Regions from separate parts of the Sus scrofa genome. Here region 1 is linked to region 2. The links are chromatin contacts, called in public promoter capture Hi-C maps. All regions are on one chromosome and are shown on one strand. The core of a region is the stretch at or near the end of the contact, and the rest is flanking DNA. Distances in the headings are between cores, read along the strand shown. Region 1 overlaps C3H16orf62 (UPF0505 protein C16orf62 homolog). Region 2 overlaps GPRC5B (G-protein coupled receptor family C group 5 member B).

Evidence for each region. Promoter capture Hi-C pulls out the DNA fragments that hold promoters and counts their contacts.
Region 1: a contact with region 2 is called in a promoter capture Hi-C map of fetal skeletal muscle, with 4 times the contacts expected there. A contact is called at or near these places in 2 of 5 promoter capture datasets (fetal skeletal muscle and liver), 2 of 47 Hi-C or Micro-C datasets (fetal skeletal muscle and skeletal muscle) and 1 of 2 datasets of targeted methods (skeletal muscle).

The regions. Positions count from the first base shown.
Region 1 is chr3:26,108,184-26,111,470 of Sscrofa11.1, reverse strand. C3H16orf62 (UPF0505 protein C16orf62 homolog) reads left to right here. Exons shown (of 31, transcript XM_021086527.1): 10 at 766-862; 11 at 1,546-1,593. Among named protein-coding and RNA genes, the nearest start is that of C3H16orf62, 48 kb to the left of the region's middle.
Region 2 is chr3:25,888,466-25,891,641 of Sscrofa11.1, reverse strand. The region is part of intron 2 of GPRC5B (G-protein coupled receptor family C group 5 member B); the gene reads right to left. Among named protein-coding and RNA genes, the nearest start is that of GPRC5B, 20 kb to the right of the region's middle.

The sequences.
Region 1 (3,287 bases), core at 186-2,685, 220 kb before region 2:
GTTCCTCAGGCATCTGGGCCCGATACTCCATAGTATCATCAGTTACTGGTGGGGACACCAAGAACCTCTGGATTAAATTAGAGGCAGTGGCTAAGAGGATCTTCTGAGGAGCCAAACTGCTTGAGTTGAAGTCCAGCTTTCTGTGTGCCCTGGGCAAGTCTCTAAACGTCTCTGTGCCTCGGCCTCTGGTTCTATAAAAGAGAACAATAGGACTTCCCGTTGTGGCTCAGTGGTGAACAAACCCAACTAGGATCCATGAGGTTGTGGGTTCGGTCCCTGGCCTCGATCAGTGGGTTAAGGATCCGGTGTTGGCATGAGCTGTGGTGTAGGTTGCGGATGCGGCTCGGATCCCAAGTGGCTGTGGCTATGGTGTAGGCTGGCAGCTGTAGCTCTGATTTGATCCCTAGCCTGGGAACCTCCATATGCCGCGGGTGCAGCTCTAAAAAGACAAAGACACCCCCCCCCCGAAAAAAAAGAGAGAACAATGAAAGTGCATAACTTAGAGGGCTCTTGTGGGGATTAGGTGAGCTGACATCTGGAACACCCTCTGAACAGGGCCTGGCTCTTCGAAAGCCCCTGTGTGTGAGCTCATGGTCACCAAGAGTTTCCTAATAGTAATAACGCTATTTGGAAGGAAAGACACAGGACTGGGTGCCCCACCCCTAATTCTGCTCCGCCGTAATATTTTCCTATCCCAGGACTAAGAGCAGCTGTAACAGATCCCAAGAATGAGGAAGGCTGATGGGGCTTATTTCTGTATTACAGATCACTTCTCTCCAGAGAATGTAAATGACACAGCCAAAGAAACATGCTTAAATTGGTTTTTCAAGATTGCTTCCATCAGGGAACTGATTCCGAGATTGTATCCTTTTTTGTTGTTGTTGTCTGATGATTTTAAAGACCGGCTGCAAGCGTTGCACTGTTCAATGGAAGCCATGTGATGGGATGCCCTGAAATTCCTGTCGAAAGTTCAGTCCCTGCAAGTACGGGGCCAGCCACCTTGTCCAAGAAGCCCCTGGGCTCTGGTTCTGTATTTTTTTTTTTTTTTTAAATTTTGACTATGATGCCATGTACCAGGCTTTCATTTCCCTAAGGAATATTTCCACATTAATTTTCTCAATTACGATGCTGTATCTTTATGTGTTTTCTCTGGTTCCAAGAACTTGAACGGGATCAAGCTTCTCGGCACAAACGCCAGTGTTGAAGGACCGAGAATGTGACACAGATGGAATCTTAGTTCTGCAAGTTTCATCCTTTCCCCTAAAGCCTCGATTCGAAATGCTGCAGACCCAGTTCAGATTTCAGCACGCCGCTATGAACTAGCGTGTAACATTTTCCAAATTTTATTTTAAATGAGGCTAAGACCTTGCAAAGCAGATGTAGAAACCACAAGCCACCAGCTAATTTAATTCGCTGGGTTGCTGAGAGCCACCGTGGCCCCCTGTCCTGAGGACACACCTCGTTCTTTTCATGAATAGTTGAGGCTTTTCCCCGGAGGGGACAGGCCATCTGGAAAATGTCTTCCTTAACGGAATGTGTTTGTAGTTACGTGGAAGCATCCATCCTGAAGTGTAACAAGTTCCTCTCCAAAACGTAAGGCTCTTCTTAAATGTCCAGAACCACACATTTCCAAAAATTCTCTCACACACATGCACGCACACACCACACGCTAGTGGCAACGTAATAGTAGCTGTCATTCTGTGAGTACTGGTGTTTTAAGCACCTTCCATCCATTTTCTTATTCAGACCAAAGGAAAACTTAATGAAGTAGAGGTAGCTTAATTTATTTTATTTTTTTTAGGGCTCCTCCTGCGGCACATGGAAGTTCCCAGGCCAGGGATTGAATCAGAGCTGCAGCTATGGCCTATACCACAGCCACAGTAACACCAGATTCGAGCCACATCTTCAGTCTACATTGCAGCTTATGGCAATGCCAGATCCTTAACCCACTGAGTGGGGCCAGGGATCGAACCTGCGTCCTCACAGAGACAACCCGCTGAGCTACAACGGGAACTCCAGAGATGGCATTTTACTCTCCATCTTACAGAGAAGACAACTCTAGCGGGGAGAGGTTGGTTGAGCAGCTCATAGAAGATTGGTTATGTGCCTTTTTTGTAGGTTTTTTTTTTTTTTCCCCCTGCTTTTTAGGGCCACATTTGAGCCATATGGAGGTTCCCGGGCTAGGGGTTGAATCAGAGCTCCAGCTGCTGGCCTCTGCCACAGCCACAGCAATGTAGGATCTGAGCCTTTTCTGTGGCCCACACCACCGCTCCTGGCAATGCCAGATCCTTAGCCCACTGAGCGAGGCCAGGGGTCGAATCATATCTTCATGCACACTAGTTGAATTCACTTCCTCTGCGCCACGGCGGGAGCTCCTGCTCCCTTGTATTTCAGTCCTAGCTCTGCTGTTATTAGCCATGTAGTCTTGAGAAAGTTACTTAGCGTCTCTGACCCCCGCTCTCCCCCTGCATGAACAGGGCCCTGAGAAGGGGTCTTCGAGGGTCCATTGAGCTGCCCACACCCCAGTGAGCGCCGCAGCCGTGGGCCCTCACTCAGTGTTTGTTGGCTGCTGTCCAGGGTGATGAGGACAAAGATGCCAGAAGCAAAAGCCTTTGCCCCTAAGCTCTCTGCTACTCCGGTTCACCTTGGACGTTGTTTGGAAAGGAGTTTGCAGAGCCGGAGAAATGAGATCTGCTCTCCGAGGGGCTGGTGCAGTACCGAGCAGTGTTGGACAGCATGTGGATAATCAGCTCCTCGAAGCCCCGGGCTGCCTCCCAGTGCTCTGAGGAGTAATTAGGTTGGATTTAGAATGTGTCCCAAGTGGGTTTACTTGGGACCCAGAGATGCCTGGTGGAGCATAGGGGAGATAACGCCGTGTAGACGAAACAGTTATTTTGCCCCACTAACGGGGGGCAAATGATGCCACAGGCAGATGGAAATCCCAGGCGGCAGGAGAAGTAAGTCACAGTTCCCATTGATGGGGGAGCGGATGTGGCCCGAGGTGCCGGGTGTCCCGTGCTAGGAAGCGCGGGGCCCAGGGCAGGGAATCAGTGTCAGGGGAATCCAGACATGGCAGATGGGTCCACACGGTCACGGAGCGACCAGTCGCTGGAAAATAATTGGGAGACAAAAATTATTAAATTAGTAAAACTAATGTAACCTCAAGGAGGAAAAAAGTAGCGAGACCCCAGCACTGAGCACATGGTAAAGAGAAGAGAAACCATTCAAAGAATGAATTGTGTCCCGAGAGAAAGACTCTCATTACATAGCCTTCCAACACTCAAGCT
Region 2 (3,176 bases), core at 237-2,736:
GGAAGCTCCCAGGCCAGGGATCAAATCTGAGTGGCAGCTTCGGCAACGCTGGATCCTTAACCCACTGTGCTGGGCTGGGATCAAACTCTTGCCGCTGCAGAGACAACATCGAATCCTTAACCTGCTGTGTCACACGCACCAAAAAAAATCCTTTCCTTTTTTTTAAAAAATTTTTAAAATTTATTTATTTATTGCCTTTTTTTTTTTTTTTAGGGCTGCACCCACAGCATGTGGAGGTTCCCAGGCTAGGGGTCGAATCAGAGCAGTAGCCACCAGCCTACACCACAGTCACAGCAACAGGGGATCTGAGCCTCATCTGTGACCTACACCACGGCTCATGGCAACGCCAGATCCTTAACCCACTGAGCGAGGCCAGGGATCGAACCTGCATCCTCATGGATCCTCATCGGGTTCGTTAACTGCTGTGCCATGATGGGAACTCCAAGAGAATCTGTATTCTTGACCACCAACGCCATACTGGCTCCAGATACTATGTTTTTAACCATTACACTTCATTACTTAGGAGCAACTTGGGTTTGTTTGTTTGTTTGTTTTTGTCATTTTAGGGCTACACCCACAGCATATGGAGGTTCTCAAGCTAGGAGTCGAATCAGAGCTGTAGCTGCCAGCCTCCACCACAGCCACAGCGACTCAGGATCAAGCTGTGTCTTTGACCTACACCACAGCTCATGGCAATGCCAGATCCTTCACCCACTGAGTGAGGCCAGGGATGGAACCTGTGTCCTCATGGATGCTAGTCAGATTCATTTCTGCTGAGCCATGATGGGAACTCCAGAAGCAATTTGATTTTAAGTGACATTAGGGTCAACTCAGCCCAGACAGAACTAAGGGAAGTCGGAGCAGAGAGAAGCAGGGTGAGGAAGGCATGTTCCAAGACCAGACTCGTGACAACCTCTTTGCTTTAGCATCTCCGAACCTTCTGAGCTCCCATGCATGTGCACACAGGAGACGCCCTTTCTGGAAAGTAGAGAAGGTTGTTGGGGGGGGGACCCAGGGGCGTGAGTGTCCATGGACCCTAGCTAGCCTCAATTCCTAGCTGAGATCTCCTTGAAGACAGGGAAAAGCAAACAGCACAGCTGTCCTCCTAGTGCAGGGACCCAGCCAGCTGTGGAGGGGGGCGGATCTGGCTCTCACACATTCTCTTCAAAGAAACAAAGGCTTGACTCTACCGGCCAGCTGTGGGCTGCCTTGGCCAAAGGACCCCTCTCTGCAGTGGTTATTTGTGGTTCTCCTCTGGTAAACACCCCTCCCACATTCTAGGTCTCCAAGTCCTCGCTACAACTGCCTCCTCCCCTGGCCTTGCAGTGGGCCTGTGATTTAGGCCTGGCCAATCAGGTCCCATCGGAGCTAACCCTGGGATTTTTGGTCAAGCATCCTGGAAAATGGTCCCCTTTTCTATGGGGACTCTGTAAGCCTGGAGCTGTAGCCTGCCATGATACTCACAGAGCCAAGAGATGGAGTGAGACCAAATCTTGTCATCCCTTGAGCCTCCTGGATGGTTCCATTCCTGAAGCCTGATCTCCAGTACATTAGTTGCTATTGTTTGTTTTGGTTAAACTGCTTTAGATCAGACTTTTTTATTTTATTTTTATTACTTGCAACTTTAAGAATCTCACTAACACCCTACTCTGACCTGGATCAGCTCTGAAAGGCAAGAGGGGCTCACCCATCAGGAGGTCCCAACAGGAATATTAAGACCACAGGCTAAATGCCAGCCTTCTGCTGTGGAGAATGCAAGAGAGGCTGGATTGGCCCTGCCCCCAAAGCTGACTCTGGGCCTTCCGCTGGGAAGCCAAGGGGCAGAGTTTAAATAGCCCGTGGCCTAATGAGATCAGAGAGATCCCTTAACAGAAGAAAGAACACTTTCTTGCTCCTTTGAAAGGTGAACTTTTAATGTGCCTTGTTAACGCCTTCCAAAATGTGATCTGAAGTGTTATATCCTTCGGTGTATTTTCATCTTCTAGCACATAGCTCATGCCTTGTTGATACTTCCTAAGAGACGGGCTGGGGAAGTCATAACTGGCGTCTCGCTGGGGAAAGGAAATCAAGGAGCAGTGGTTGCTGGGGCTTGGCTGAGCCACAGGCCAGCCTGGGGGATGCCCTTCCCATCTCTTTTTTTTTGTTGTTGTTGTTTGTTTTTTTTTGTCGTTTCGCCTTTTCTAGGGCCGCTTCCCACGGCGTATGGAGGTTTCCAGGCTAGGGGTCTAATCAGAGCTGTAGCCGCTGGCCTATGCCATAGCCACAGCAATCCTGGATCTGAGCCGCGTCTGTAACATACACCACAGCTCACAGCAACACCAGATCCTTAACCCACTGAGCAAGGCCAGGGATCGAACCTACAACCTCATGGTTCCTAGTCGGACTTGTTAACCACTGCACCACGACGGGAACTCCTCCATCTCTTAATATCAGGGATGGACTACAAGGTTAGAGACCCTGAAAGCCTGGCTGGTTAAAATGCAAGAGAGTTCTTGCTGCGGCTCAGCAGTAATGAAGCCGACTAATACCCATGAGGACATGGGTTTGATCCCTGGCTTCACTCAGTGGGTTAAGGATCTGGCGTTGCTGTGAGCTGGGGTTTAGATCGCAGACGCGGCTCAGATCTGGCGTGGCTGCGGGCTGTGGCTGTGGCCGGCAGCTGCAGCTCCGATTCGACTCCTAGCCCCTAGCCTGGGAAACTGCATATGCCATAGATGCATCCCTAAAAGGCAAAAAGCCAAAACCAGCCAACCAACCAACCAACCAACCAACCAAAAAAACACGGAATAAAAACAAGGCTAACTGTAGCTCCCGGGCGAAAGGTCCCTTGTGGGTTCCCTAAAATAGAATCTGGCTGAGGTCAGCCCCAAAGACGACCACAGCTGCTCTCACCATGCCAAGGGAGGATGCCCACATGTTTCCCAGCCAGCAAAGTAGGGTTTCTAGAACAAAGGCAATCCTAGCCAGGAGGACAATTTTGCCTCTCCCCGTGAGCCTTTCATGGGAACTGGCTTTGTCTGGGCCCACGTGAATTTTGGTAGCCACGTACTTGGGATGATGCAAAAAAAAGGGGGGGTTGTTCAAAGAAGTCTGACAGCACCCAAGGTGGGTGAAGAAGGGGGTTCTCATACAGCTATTCAGGGGAGACTAAATTAGTCCATCTTTTTGCAGGGTGG